2 separate regions of the Oryctolagus cuniculus genome follow, and region 1 is linked to region 2. A link is a contact called in public Hi-C data. All regions are on one chromosome and are shown on one strand. The core of a region is the stretch at or near the end of the contact, and the rest is flanking DNA. Distances in the headings are between cores, read along the strand shown.

Evidence for each region. A called contact is a pair of places that touch in the nucleus more often than the background predicts.
Region 1: a Hi-C map of an unstated tissue shows a contact between it and region 2, with 4 times the contacts expected there. The contact joins the promoter of MYO18B here to the promoter of CRYBB2 in region 2. A contact is called at or near these places in 5 of 6 Hi-C or Micro-C datasets (ear pinna, embryonic fibroblasts, liver and 2 more).

Annotation. Positions count from the first base shown.
Region 1 is chr21:19,618,727-19,625,111 of mOryCun1.1, reverse strand. It overlaps MYO18B (myosin XVIIIB), which reads right to left and starts at 4,748. Exons shown (of 43, transcript XM_070066045.1): 1 at 4,602-4,748; 2 at 3,096-3,256. The coding sequence starts at 4,638.
Region 2 is chr21:19,363,208-19,369,386 of mOryCun1.1, reverse strand. It overlaps CRYBB2 (crystallin beta B2), which reads right to left and starts at 3,131. Exons shown (of 6, transcript NM_001089317.1): 1 at 3,112-3,131; 2 at 1,691-1,770. The coding sequence starts at 1,744.

The DNA.
Region 1 (6,385 bases), core at 3,499-5,998, 250 kb before region 2:
GTCCGGCCAAGCACCCGGGAAGTCGTCAGTGGTGCTGTTGTTGCCATTGTTTCTGCCTCCCTTCCCCCTGCGGGGCCAGGAAGGGACCAGGAAAGACCTCTAGGGCGTCATCAGAGGACCTGCTCCTGGCTGGTCCCCAGTGCCTTCCAGCTGGGTGACGCTGGTTCACAGCGCCTGTCCCCTCTCAGCTTCCATCATCCATTGGGAAAGGACTTCCGGTATCCCAGAGCTCAGAAGAGCCCGAGCCGCTGCTCCTGCCGCTGCCCTGGTCCCACAGCCCAGTGCCCAGGGCAGCGAGGATCCTAGGTTCTGGCCCCAGGCTCCTCCGTGTCCCACCTGGCCTGGACACGGGGGGATACAGAACACACTGTCCCTCTCCCCAATGCTTTTCCAGTCCTCCTTCCCCCACACCAGCCTGGCCGTGGCCTCACAACCTCTCGGGCTCAGCTCTGCCTCCGCCCCAGGGGACAGAGAGCCGTGGGCACTCCCACTCATCCGCCAGCGCCACCAGCGGCCCTAGGCTGGTCCATCTCGCCCAGGACAGCACCAGCATAGACTGCAGACGCCACTACCTGGAAACTGGGGCCCCCACTCTCCTCCCGCATGCACAGCAGCCCTGGGACCACGATGAGTCCACTCTGCCAAGTTTCCTCTTTCCCCAGGGTCTCCCGGGGCCATCGCCCCAGCCTCAGAACTGGGGTCCCTTCGGTTTGCAGCCAGTGATCTTAAACCTGAGCCAAAGCTTTTGGCGGCCACCACAGTCGACAGGAACACCCCTCAATGCCACCATCAGGCATTCAGATTCTCGGTGAGAAGCCCTCACCCCCGTTCTGGGCTGGGGGTCCCTGCTGATCCCCACCCTGAGCCCCATCTCACTGGTCCCGTCCCTGCCACCAGGCTTCCGCGTACGCACAGTCTTTCGTGGCCCCAGAGCCAGAGCCAGAATGCAGACCCTGAGACACGAGCACCCTTAGCGGCTGCATAGTGGACCCCATCCTTGTCTCGGGGACTCCCTGGCATCTCCTAGGGGGCAGAAAGAACCCCAGTGCCTTGGCCTCACGCCCAGAGACTCTACCGTGCTGGCTCTGAGCTGAGAACCCCAGGCCCTTGGGGGCCCCTGGCTCAGCGGCCCAGCTCAGTCTGACCTCCCGGGGCCAGGCCTGGACGTGGGCTCGGAACAGGGATTGGCTGCACCTGGCAAATCCCAGCCCCGTCTACACCATTTGGAGAGGTGAGTCAGTGCCTTATTTTTAACCCACCAACCTGGGGAGGGACCAAGCAAGACAGCCACCCTTCCCCGTCTCCACCCATGACTTCTCCTCTTCAGGTTCTCCAGTCCTCTCTGCACCCTTGGGTGTGCATGGAGGAATCAGCCCCTCTAGATCACAAGGGCCAAGAGGGAACTCACAGCCCCTCCATTTTACAGAGGGGCAAACCGAGTCCAGGAGAAGGGACGGGCTTGGGCCTGAACCACGCAAAGTGGCAGGGCCGGAGCTGCAACCCAGGTCTCCTTGACCTTCCATAGGGGTCTCTTTCCGCCCCAGGGGGATTCCAGCCTCTCCCTGGCCCTCCCTGCTGGATTTGGGGACACCAGGTCACGTCCCTGAGCCCCACTTGCCAGTCCTATAACACGGGGATGGATTCCAGTGGCTGCAAGCAAGGGTTATGTGGAGTTCAAGACCGTGCCGGGACCCGGAGGGAGCACCGTCGGGACAAGACGCTAGAGCTGGCAGGGACCGGCAGGACTTGCCGCCTCCCTGGGGCTCCCCTGCTCCAGCCCCGGGCTCGTCCTGGCACCCTGGCCCAGCCACCTGTTGTGTCTGAGCCCCGTCCATCCCGCGTCTTGGCGCTGAGTCTCCATCCAGGCTGGGCAGTCACAGCTCGCCCCTATCCTCTGCCCAGGTCAGCGCCTTGTTCTCAGTGAGGCCAGCACGGCCTACAGCCTGGTTGTACCCAGACCCTCAGAGGCCAAGACATCAGCCACCTCGCTCCTGGACCCTGTCATGCTGGTTCCTCCACCTCAACCCTGACCTCATGACCTTGGGAGGTCACCTGACTTCCCCAGGCCTCAGTCTCCACCTTTGATAAGTGGGTACAATCCCACTGCCTTGGAACCCCTGAACGGGTAAGTGAACCTTGTCCTAGTGCTGAACAACACACAGGGATGTTTCTTTGTGACCCGTCTCAGGTGCTAAGATCCCCAGACGGCTCAGCCCAATCCCTGCAGCATCCATCTTGCCTCCAGGGGGCGCTAGAGACATGCCCATCCAGAGATGCCTCTTCCATCTAACTTGGGGACACACTGTGGGCGCACTGTGCTCCAAGCCTGCTGCCTGGGACGCCAGCCTCTTCGTCCTGCCCAGGTCCCCCAGCCAAGGAGCTGGAGGAAGAGGAAGAGGAGCCCTGGCCTCCAGCAGGGACACGTGTGGGCTGCTTCAAGCTCAACTACGGTTTTAGCCCAGCGGCCCACTCAGAATAAAGGTTTTCAGGGGACAGCATCCACTCAGAAGGTGCATCAGTTACAAACCAGGCATTCGCCCTTCAGTTACCAGATTGTGACATTTCCAAGGGACTCGGGAGAGGGGGCTTGGTGGGCATGGAAGATGGCGGGCACCTGGGGGCTTGGAATCATGCCTATGTAGTAGGGGCTACAGGGTCTACACCAGTGAGTACCAACTGGATACCTTCGCTGTTTAAATCGAAGCAAACCAACCGCACGTCTTAGCCAATATCTGGGTGGGAGTAAAATGACCCCCAGCAACCACGCGCCAACAGCTCTCATCCAGGCACCAGACACTTGTTGAGTCTTGCTGCAAGCCAAGATATGGAGTTGCATGGAAGACATAGCTGTGGCTCTCAAGGAATCCCCAAATAAGCCATGTGACCCCATGACTACTGGGCCATCGCATAGAGGGGACCATGAGCCCCAGAGGAAGCAGGGCAATGGGGTGGGGGAGGCTTGCTAGAGACTTGCCTGATGAGCTGGGTTTTGCAGGATGCATAGGAGCTCAACGGAAGCAAGCAGGGATGGCAGAAGCCAAAAAGCCGTCTCCCGAGGCAGACAGTAGGTGTAGAAAAGCACCCGGCTCACTCACCTCGCGCTCCGGAGAGGCCAGTGCGGCCTCCTTCCTGCGCCTGGCCTCCTTGGACTCCTTCTCAGTCTCCCGGACCAGCTGCCTGATGAAGCCCCCAGGGATGACAGAGAAGAGGGGAGGGGGCGAGGACGGCGGAGGGCTCTTGTCCTCTTCCCGGATCTGTTTTACAGAGCAAAGGACAAAGCTCGGTGAGTGGACCAGGATGGGGAGGCTGCCCTCCAGAGACCCAGCGACAGAGAGAGGAGGGGGCCAAGAAGGACAGCGTGCCTGGTCTTCAAGACCACCACAAAGCAGGTGGGATACAGCAGACCTCCAGGGGGTGCCCCAGGACAGTGGATGAAGATGGAATGGGGGCGTAGAAGGGGTGGCACTAGCCAGTGGGGCTTCAGCCCAGGTCCAGTGCCCTCGTGATGTGCGGTTGGGCCGCCAAGACCACTGGTTCCCTCCCTCAGCGCAGAGAGACCCACTTCTAGAAGGCCCTGATCTGAACGGAGCTTTTCCAGCTCCCGGAAGCGGATGGACATGGGGCACCCCCAACGCTCAAGCCGTCTCGGCTGCTGGTCAGTGTGGCGGCTCAGTCACGTGATCGCTTCCTGGGTACCAGGAACAGGAGGTGGAAGGAAGGAATTGCAGCCAGGGCGTCTAGGATTCAACCCTGTGTCTCCAGCCCACTCAAGCAACCCGGGCTATGCTGGACACTGGTGTTTACCCCCAGGAACATGGCCAGCTCAGAGCTGGCTGGAAGTTGCAGCTGAGACCCCTTTGTTGGCTGCATAGACCCTGGAGGCTGAGGCGCGGGACCGACTGTGGCTGTCTGGTGTGTTTCCTGAACCTGCATCCCTGTGACTGCTCGTGAGAAAGAAACGGCTTTATATGGAAGAGCTGCACACGGTTTAAAATAACCTCCTTATCAAGCTCCCCTGCGCATGGCTGCCGAAGGCTCCCCTGCTGCAGCCCCACTGATAATGTGGGAATCCAGAGGAGAGAGGCAAGGCCAGCAGACGAGGCCGGGGCATGGGACGAGGCTGGCCATGCAGGCACCTGCCCAGGGGCGCCTCTCCTCTCCCCTCCCCATGTGGGATGGAGACCTGCCTCATCCAGGAGAGAAAGGAGACACTGGGAGAACAACCAGTTTGCAGCTCTTGGTGGTGACAGAAGGCAGGGACCGTGGAAACCCAACCCCTGTCCCCCACATGCTCCTCTCCATTGAAAATCTCAGTGCCTATGAAGCTACCATGAGGATGATGGGAGAACTGGTCTACCCACACGTTCCTGCCATTGGCTGGGACATGGGAAAGACCAGCAGCCATGGGGGCCGTCAAGGCCATGGTCACTTGCATCCTGTTGGATTGGGAAGGCCATGGCCAACTGAGCTGGCTGGGGGAAGGTGGAGGGAGGGACAGGACATTGCCATGAGGAGGGCTGGATGTCCCCCCTCCCTGCCCAGGGCCACCCTAGCTGCGAGTTCTCTTCCTGGTGGGGTGGAGCCCGCTCCCGCACTTTCCTTCTGCTCCCACAGGGCGAGGCGCGAGGAGATGGCCATGCTGGGGCCAGAGCTGATGAGCCGAGACGCCGCTCTCTGCCAGCCCGCACGGAACACGGCTGCACGGGCGCACGTGGCACCAGAGGTGCGTGGACACGGGACTGACACACAGAGACAGCAGGGAGAGAAGAGAGACACAGGTCAGTTCCCAGGCATGACCCTGCTGCCACCCCATCTCCATGCCCACCGGAAACCACAAGCAGATCGGGGAGCGGGCGCGGCCAGGTGCAGACCCTGCCGTCGACAAGGGGGCTGCTGACTGCGGGGTGGGCAGTGCCCTGAGGTCTTTTCCTCTTGGCCCTTTCGCTGTTGGGGTAAAACCACAATCAGAAAACCACACAATCCCAAGAGTGTAGCTCAGCAGTTCTCATGAGACCAGACCCGTATAAGTTATATTCAGCACAGTTCTTTTTTTTTTTTTTTTTTGACAGGTAGAGTTATAGACAGTGAGAGAGAGACAGAGAAAAAGGTCTTCCTTCCATTAGTTCACCCCCCAAATGGCCACCACGGTTGGAGCTATGCCGATCTGAAGCCAGGAGCCAGGTGCTTCTTCCTGGTCTCCCATACGGGTACAGGGCCCAAGCACTTGGGCCATCCTCCACTGCCTTCCCGGGCCACAGCAGAGAGCTGGACTGGAAGAGGAGCAACCAGGACAGAATCTGGTGCCCCGACCAGGACTAGAACCCGGGGTGCTGGCTCCACAGGCAGAGGATTAACCTAGTGAGCCACGGCACCAGCCAACCAACATTGTTAAATAATGATTTTATTGATAAGAAGTTCAAGAACACACAAATCTAATCTATGGTAACAGAGGTCAGAGAGTCTGCTTTTTTTAAAAAAAGAAACTTAACAGGGCCAGCGCTGTGAAGTAGCAGGTAAAGCCGCCACCTGCAGTGCAGGCTTCCTATATGGGTGCCGGTTCGAGTCCCGGCTGCTCCACTTCCAATCCATCTCCTTGCTAATGCACCTAGGAAAGCAGTAGAAGATGGCCCAAGTCCTTGGGTCTGTGCACCCGCGTGGGAGACCTGAACAGAGCTTCTGGCTCTTGGCTTCAGCCTGGCCCAGCCCTGGCCATTGCAACCATTTGGGGAATGAACCAGTGGATGGAAGATACCCCCCTTCTACTCTGCCAAATGACTAAATAAAGTCAATAAGTCTTTTATTTTGCTTTTTAAAAGAAAACACAAAGAGCTTGAATGCCATCAGCCCGGAGGACGTCCACGTGTCTCCCCCTGGTGAGGAGTCTCACTTCGGACACCGCAGAGTAGTGAGTTTGTTTTGTAAGGGAGCAGCCAGCTCCACAGTGACTCCAAACAAGGGCCATTGGTCCCGACACGCTAGGGACCAAGTTCCTCGTCAGATCAAGGCCCTCACAGGTGCTCATAACCTCTGACCTTGGCCGTCCACTTCTGGCAAGCACGTTAGAGGAAGTAACCCTGAACCCGAATGTTCCATCACCATGTTGCTGCTCCATTGAAAAAACACACAGGGGCATCCATACCCAGACAGCGTCAAATACACGCCAGCACACCCAGCCCGAGTCCTGTTGCACACCCGTGGAGAGGGCTGTTTAGAAAATGCTGTTTATGAACAGCTGCATGGGATTTGGGTGGCCTACGGCTCACCTGTTGTGCGTGCACAATTCAATTATGTTGACTACGTTTACAGAGCTGTGTGACTGTACAACTTGGAGGGGCTGGCGCTGTGGCACAGCAGGTAAAGCCACCGCCTGCAGTGCCGGCATCCC
Region 2 (6,179 bases), core at 1,882-4,381:
GGGTGCGTGCCTATTTCCCAGCACTACTGAGAAGAACCAACAATAGGGGGACATGGGGGCTCCCTCACTACGAGGGTACTTCCGAAAGTTCCCGGGGAAAAGGGAGACGCAAAGTGTTCATTTGGGAGCAAGAAATTCGGAAACCCGGGCATTGTTTTTCTACCATGTACGTATTTTTTTTCCATGAATTTTTTTTGAAGATTCCTCATATGTATGGACTTCAAATCATGTTTACAACGAAATAAACTGACCTTTTCATTGAATTCTGCATAAGCTCTTTGGAACGCCCTGGTTCTGTCCTGGCCTGGGGTGGGGGCTGTGAGGAAGGTCGGCCCCCCTGTGCCCGTCAAAGACCTCGGCTTCCGGGGGGCTCTGTGCTATTGTTGTTACTCATCCATGTAATGGACGCTTGAGATTCCCACGTTACCTAATTCCTTCCACCTGCACTGCCCCACACGGCAGCCGCGAGTCACGAAGGACTACCGGGTGCGTGATGTGCAGTTTGCTCAAGTTCAGGAGTGCTAGCAATATAAAATGCACAACAAAATCGAATAAAGGAAGAATAATTCTCATAGTATCTACACAGTAAAATGCTCATTTTGAGACTTTAGATTTAACAACATATAATAGGAAAATGGACACCCCTGTCTTATTTTTACCTTTCCGAAGGTAGCTACCAGAAGGTGTGAAATTACACACGTGGCCCACGTGATGCTGTTGTCGATGGTCTCTCCTTTCCACCTGGCCTCCACACAGTCCTTCAGACTCACCAGCTCACTCCCACCCCAGGGCCTTTGCACCTGCTGTTGCCTCCGCCAGCATGCTCCCCCTGACCTCCACCCACAGTGCTCTCACAGCTGCTCCTGCCCCGATCCAGGTCTCTGCTCAGGCGTCACCTCCTCCCTGAGGCCTCCCCTGACCACCTGATTCTCCCGACTCTCAGGAGCCTGTCTTGCCACAACACTTTTCCTCGCTGCCCCGCTCACTACCTGGAGTCAGGTGCACCTTCCCTCGTTTGTTGTCTGTCCTCTGGGGAGTGGGCCCTGCAGGCACAGAGTGAGCAGGGGTGGGGCTGCATCAGCCTCGGTTTCCCCAGACAAACGGGCCACTCTGGCTGGAGTCGGTGCCCAGGACTCCTGGAGCTGAGGTCCGGCCGCGCAGCCAGCGGGCGGACGGCTGTCACTAGAAGTTTGGAGACGGTTTGCAGATGAGAAGCTACTGGCCTGGGGACAAGATCCCGCCCCCCTGCAGGAGGCAGGCAGGGGGAGACAGCAGAGACCCTTGGTGGGCGTCAGGTGCACTCACGCCACGGACCGGGGCTTAGGCTGCATCTCGTTTCGTGGCCTCTTCGTGGCATTTTCTGCACAGTGATTCCGACTCTCCCCATTTTACAGAGAAGGGAACTGAGGCTCAGAGAGATCAAGAGACTGGCCCGGATGACACAGCAGGTGCAGCGCTGGGAGCCACGCCCCACCTTGGGGAGCCCGTGGGCAACAGGGCGTGCAGCGGCCGGTATGGCAGAGAAACCCAGGTCTCCGAAGCCCCGAAGGAACTCCAGAACCAGCTGGGGAGACTGAGTCACACAGAAGGGGAGAAGTGAAGACAGGGCACCCAGCAGGAAGGTGGCAGAAGGGAAACCAAGTCAGGGCGAGGGGCACGGCTTGCCCCGCCCCCCCCCCCATGTACTCACCTTGGGGTTGAGGGGCTGCGGCTTGCCCGCCTGGGTCTGGTGGTCTGAGGCCATGGTGGACTGTCCTGTTCAGGAAGGACCTGGAAGACACAGGAAGCGGCAGTGAGGTCACCGTTACATCCTGGGCTTTTCTGCCCCTGGGGGGCCTCAGGGTCACCCCCACTGGTCCTGTTCCTGGTCCCCTGGCTTCAGGCCAGCCAGACGCTGAGGGGCCAGAGAGCCACCTCCTGAGCGTCCATCCTCGGCGGCACCTGTCGGTGTCGAGGCCAGCTGCAGGGACAGGAAGTGGGGTCCCCAGTGTGCCCCGTCTGTCAGCTCAAGCAGGGGTCACAAGGCAGGACCAGGCTTGTGTCCCAGAACCGACATTTCTTCATGAAAAGCAAACCACGTCGGGTGAACAGAACCCATGTTCTGGCCGTGTCCGGCCGTGTCCCAGGCACCAATCTGGGGACTCAAATGCTTCCCTCTGCCTCCTCCCCCTTGTCCCCTACCCACCCCAGCCCAGAATTCTCCCTGCTACCCTCGTTCTTCCTGCCCTCCCCCAACCCGAGAGCCCATTAGTGACAGAACGCATGGTAGAAGAAGGCGAAAAGATGGTGGAGTGCCGAGATTCCAGGCACCACGGCGGGCCATGGGACAGAGCGGGCTCAGCCCCCTCCTGGAACCCTGTGTGGTCATCATTGCTGTTCTCAGACCAAAGAAGGTGGCGCTCAGTTGGTCCCTCACAGGGCACCATCCCTGCCACGGGCCAGCATGGAGGCCCCCGGCAGGTCTCCCCTCATACTCTGCCTCAGTGTTCTGTCCTGTGAAATGGGGCCAGTAGCATCTGTGGTGGGGGGTTGCGAGGATTCAATACCTGATGCTTCCCAAAACCACCACGCACTGCAGCTGCTGGCAGCCAGGTGGCGCTCTTGGGGTCATTCCCACGGAGCTTTGGTGGTAGAGAAATCACCTGTGGCTCAGAGCTCCGGGAGAGAGCTTCTGCCTGGGGCTGGCCACACCTGGAGGTGCCTGCTACTGTCTGTGGCCGTGCAGGGAGCTGACTCACCAGCCTAGAACCCACCACCGAGGCTGAGCACCGTCCTCGCCGGCTGCTGGCAAAACTGGGATGCTGAGGATCTGCCTAAAATTAACACAGAGCACCGCCCAGGAACCCCCTCTGCACGAGGCCCTGAGCTGGCCACGTCGCCCACCTTACCTCTAGTCCCCACAAGCAGGGACGTTTAACGAGCCCTCTCCCCATTGCACAGAAAAGGAAAACTGAGATTGAGCACGCTGGAGTTTCTGCCCAAGGTCACCTTGTCAGGAAATGGCGGCACCTGGACTCGAACCCAGGACCCCCATGCTTTGCAACAGAGGCCGAGGATGAGAAAGAGAGAGTGAGAGAGCAAAGGCAGGACGAGAAGGAGAGGCCTCCTTACCAGCGACACCAGCCCCTGCGAGTGCCCGTGAAGCCCAGCGGCCTGGAGGTGGCATTTATACCTTCCCCAGGAGCGGCCGTGCCAAGACGGGTGACCGCTGCGTCCCCGTGGAACGCGGGCGAGAATGCTGGACTAAGCCCGCACCAAAGGCCCGGTCAGCAAATGCCTGCAGACATTGTGTCTCTGCACAATAATGTCATTAGCTTTCAGATCCGGCCGCGCCGGGCTGGTCAGGCGGCTGGGCAAGGAGAGCCCGCTTTGCACGCTCAGCCATCCGGCTGCCAGCGCCGGGTTCACGGGGGCGGTCAGCCAGGCCCCGGGGCGCGGCCCACAGGGGTGATCTCAGTGGCTCCAGGAACAACCGAGCACAGGAGGCTGGCTCGACGGACAGCGTCCCTCGCCCAGCCAGCCGATCACTCCGTCAACAAATCTCTGTAGGGTGCCCACGCGGTGCGGAGTTCTGTGCTAGGGGTAGGGGTAGGGGTCAGGCATGGGGAACCTCGCCCAGCCCAGGTCGCCCAGGAAAGCTCCAGGGAGAAGGGGAGGCATCAGGTGCAGGGTACGGGTCGGGAGGGTTTGGGGCACAAAGGGTCACCATGCAACAGGACGCGAGACGGGGCACGGCCCAGGAAGCCAGCAGAGGAGCATGAACTTGACCTTCAAGGCCCCTGGCTGCCCCACATCCGATGTCCTGAGTGGGTCCCTTAGGTCTAGAAAGACCTCTCTGATCCCTACCGCCGACCCCTTCTCTGCCTGTGGCCCCTTAGCTTTGACTGAAGTCCCTCCAGGGCACAGTTCGTCCTTGCAGCCCAGGTTATCACTTGACCTTGAACTGCTGCTCAGGTCAGACAGGGAAGAGGGCATAGCCCTGGAGCTGAGAAATTGGGTCAAAGCAGGGACTAGCAGCTGTCCACCACCTTCCCTTCCCTAACACACACACACACACACACTTGTGATGCATCTGGTGTGTCTGGGAGAGGACCCCGCCCTTTGCCTCTTACAGTTTCTGGGATTTCCTAAGACCCCGGGGTGCTCCCTGTCTCGGGGATGCAGTACTGCTCTCTCGCCCGCTCCTCCCCTCCACGGGGAGTCTTCACACCTCCGCCCACTGTGCATGCCTGTTCCCATGCCTCAGTTTCCCAGTCACGTGGGATCAGGGTCTACGCCAATGACCTCATCTGAATTCAATCCCCTCTGTGGGGCCGGCACTGTGGTGTAACAGATAAAGCCACTGCCTGCAGTGCCGGCATCCCATATGGGCATTGGTTCAAGTCCTGGCTGCTCTACTTCCGATCCAGCTCTCTGCTATGGCCTGGGAAAGCAGTGGAAGATGGCCCAAGTGCTTGGGCCCCTGCACCCATGTGGGAGACCTGGAAGAAGCTCCTGGCTCATGGCTTCGGATTGGCACAGCCCTGGCCATTGCGGCCATCTGGGGAGTGAACCAGCAGATAGAAGACTTTCTCTCTCTCTCTGCCTCTCTGAAACTCTGCCTTTCAATACACAAATAAATTTTAAATAAATAATTTTTTTCTTTGACAGGCAGAGTGGACAGTGAGAGAGAGAGAAAGGTCTTCCTTTGCCGTTGGTTCACCCCTCAATGGCCGCTGCAGCCGGCACACCGCGCTGATCCGATGGCAGGAGCCAGGAGCCAGGTGCTTCTCCTGGTCTCCCATGGGGTGCAGGGCCCAAGCACTTGGGCCATCCTCCACTGCACTCCTGGGCCACAGCAGAGAGCTGGCCTGGAAGAGGGGCAACCGGGACAGAATCCAGCGTCCCGACCGGGACTAGAACCTGGTGTGCTGGCGCCGCAGGTGGAGGATTAGCCTAGTGAGCTGCGGCGCCGGCCAATAAATAATTTAAAAAAAAATCTCCTCTGGAAAGACCCTGATCTCCCATGTGGCTCCTGTGCTGCTTTCCCAGGTGCGTCATCAGGGGGTGGATCAGAAACAGAGCAGCGACTGGTGCCGCGGCTCACTAGGCTAATCCTCTGCCTGCGGCGCCGGCACACCGGGTTCTAGTCCCAGTCAGGGCACCGGATTCTGTCCTGGTTGCCCCTCTTCCAGGCCAGCTCTCTGCTGTGGCCAGGGAGTGCAGTGGAGGATGGCCCAAGCGCTTGGGCCCTGCACCCCATGGGAGACCAGAAGCACCTGGCTCCTGCCATCGGATCAGCGCAGTGTGCCGGCTGCAGCGGCCATTGGAGGGTGAACCAACGGTAAAGGAAGACCTTTCTCTCTGTCTCTCTCTCTCACTGTCCACTCTGCCTGTCAAAGAAAAAAAAAGAAAGAAAAGAAAAAGAAACAGAGCAGCCAGGACTTGAATTAGCACAAATGGGATGTGAGTGTCACAAGTGGGGACTCAACTCTGTGCCACCACGCCAGCCCCATAACCATCTCTGTTTTCTTAAAGTTTATTTATTTATTTGAAAAGCAGAGTTAGAGAGAGAGAGAGGGAGAGAGAGAGAGAAGTCTTCCTTCCGCTGGTTCACTCCCCAAATGGCAGCAATAGCCAGAGCTGGGCCAGTCCGAAGCCAGGAGCCTGGAGCTTCCTCTGGGTCTCCCACACAGGTGCAGGGGCCCAAGAACTTGGGCCATCTTTTACTGCTTTCTCAGGCCATAGCAGAGAGCTGGATCAGAAGTGGAGCAGCTGGGACTTGAACTGGTGCCCATATGGGATGCCGGCACTGCAGGTGGCGGCTTTACCCGCTATGCCACAGCGCCGGCCCCTTCACAACCACCTTTGAGGTAGGCGTTGTTTAGTATTCCCCGATACAGGTGAGGATGGTGAGGGCCAGAGATTTTAAGTAACTTTTCCAAGGTCACACAGCCAGGAAGTGGGGGGACTGGCATTCGCACTCAGCTCCCTCTGACATCAAAATAAATGCTTGTAACCTTTAAACTGTACAAACAGTCTATGGGGAAATGGAATTAAAAGATGAGGTTGATTTTCTGGGAAATTGTTTGAGCCTCTCAAAAATTCTTCCCACTGGGCTCCAGGGAGTGCAGTGAAGCCCCTGTCTCCTCCTGGCCTCAGTCTCCCCATCAGAGACGAGGTCCTTGGTCCCTGCACCT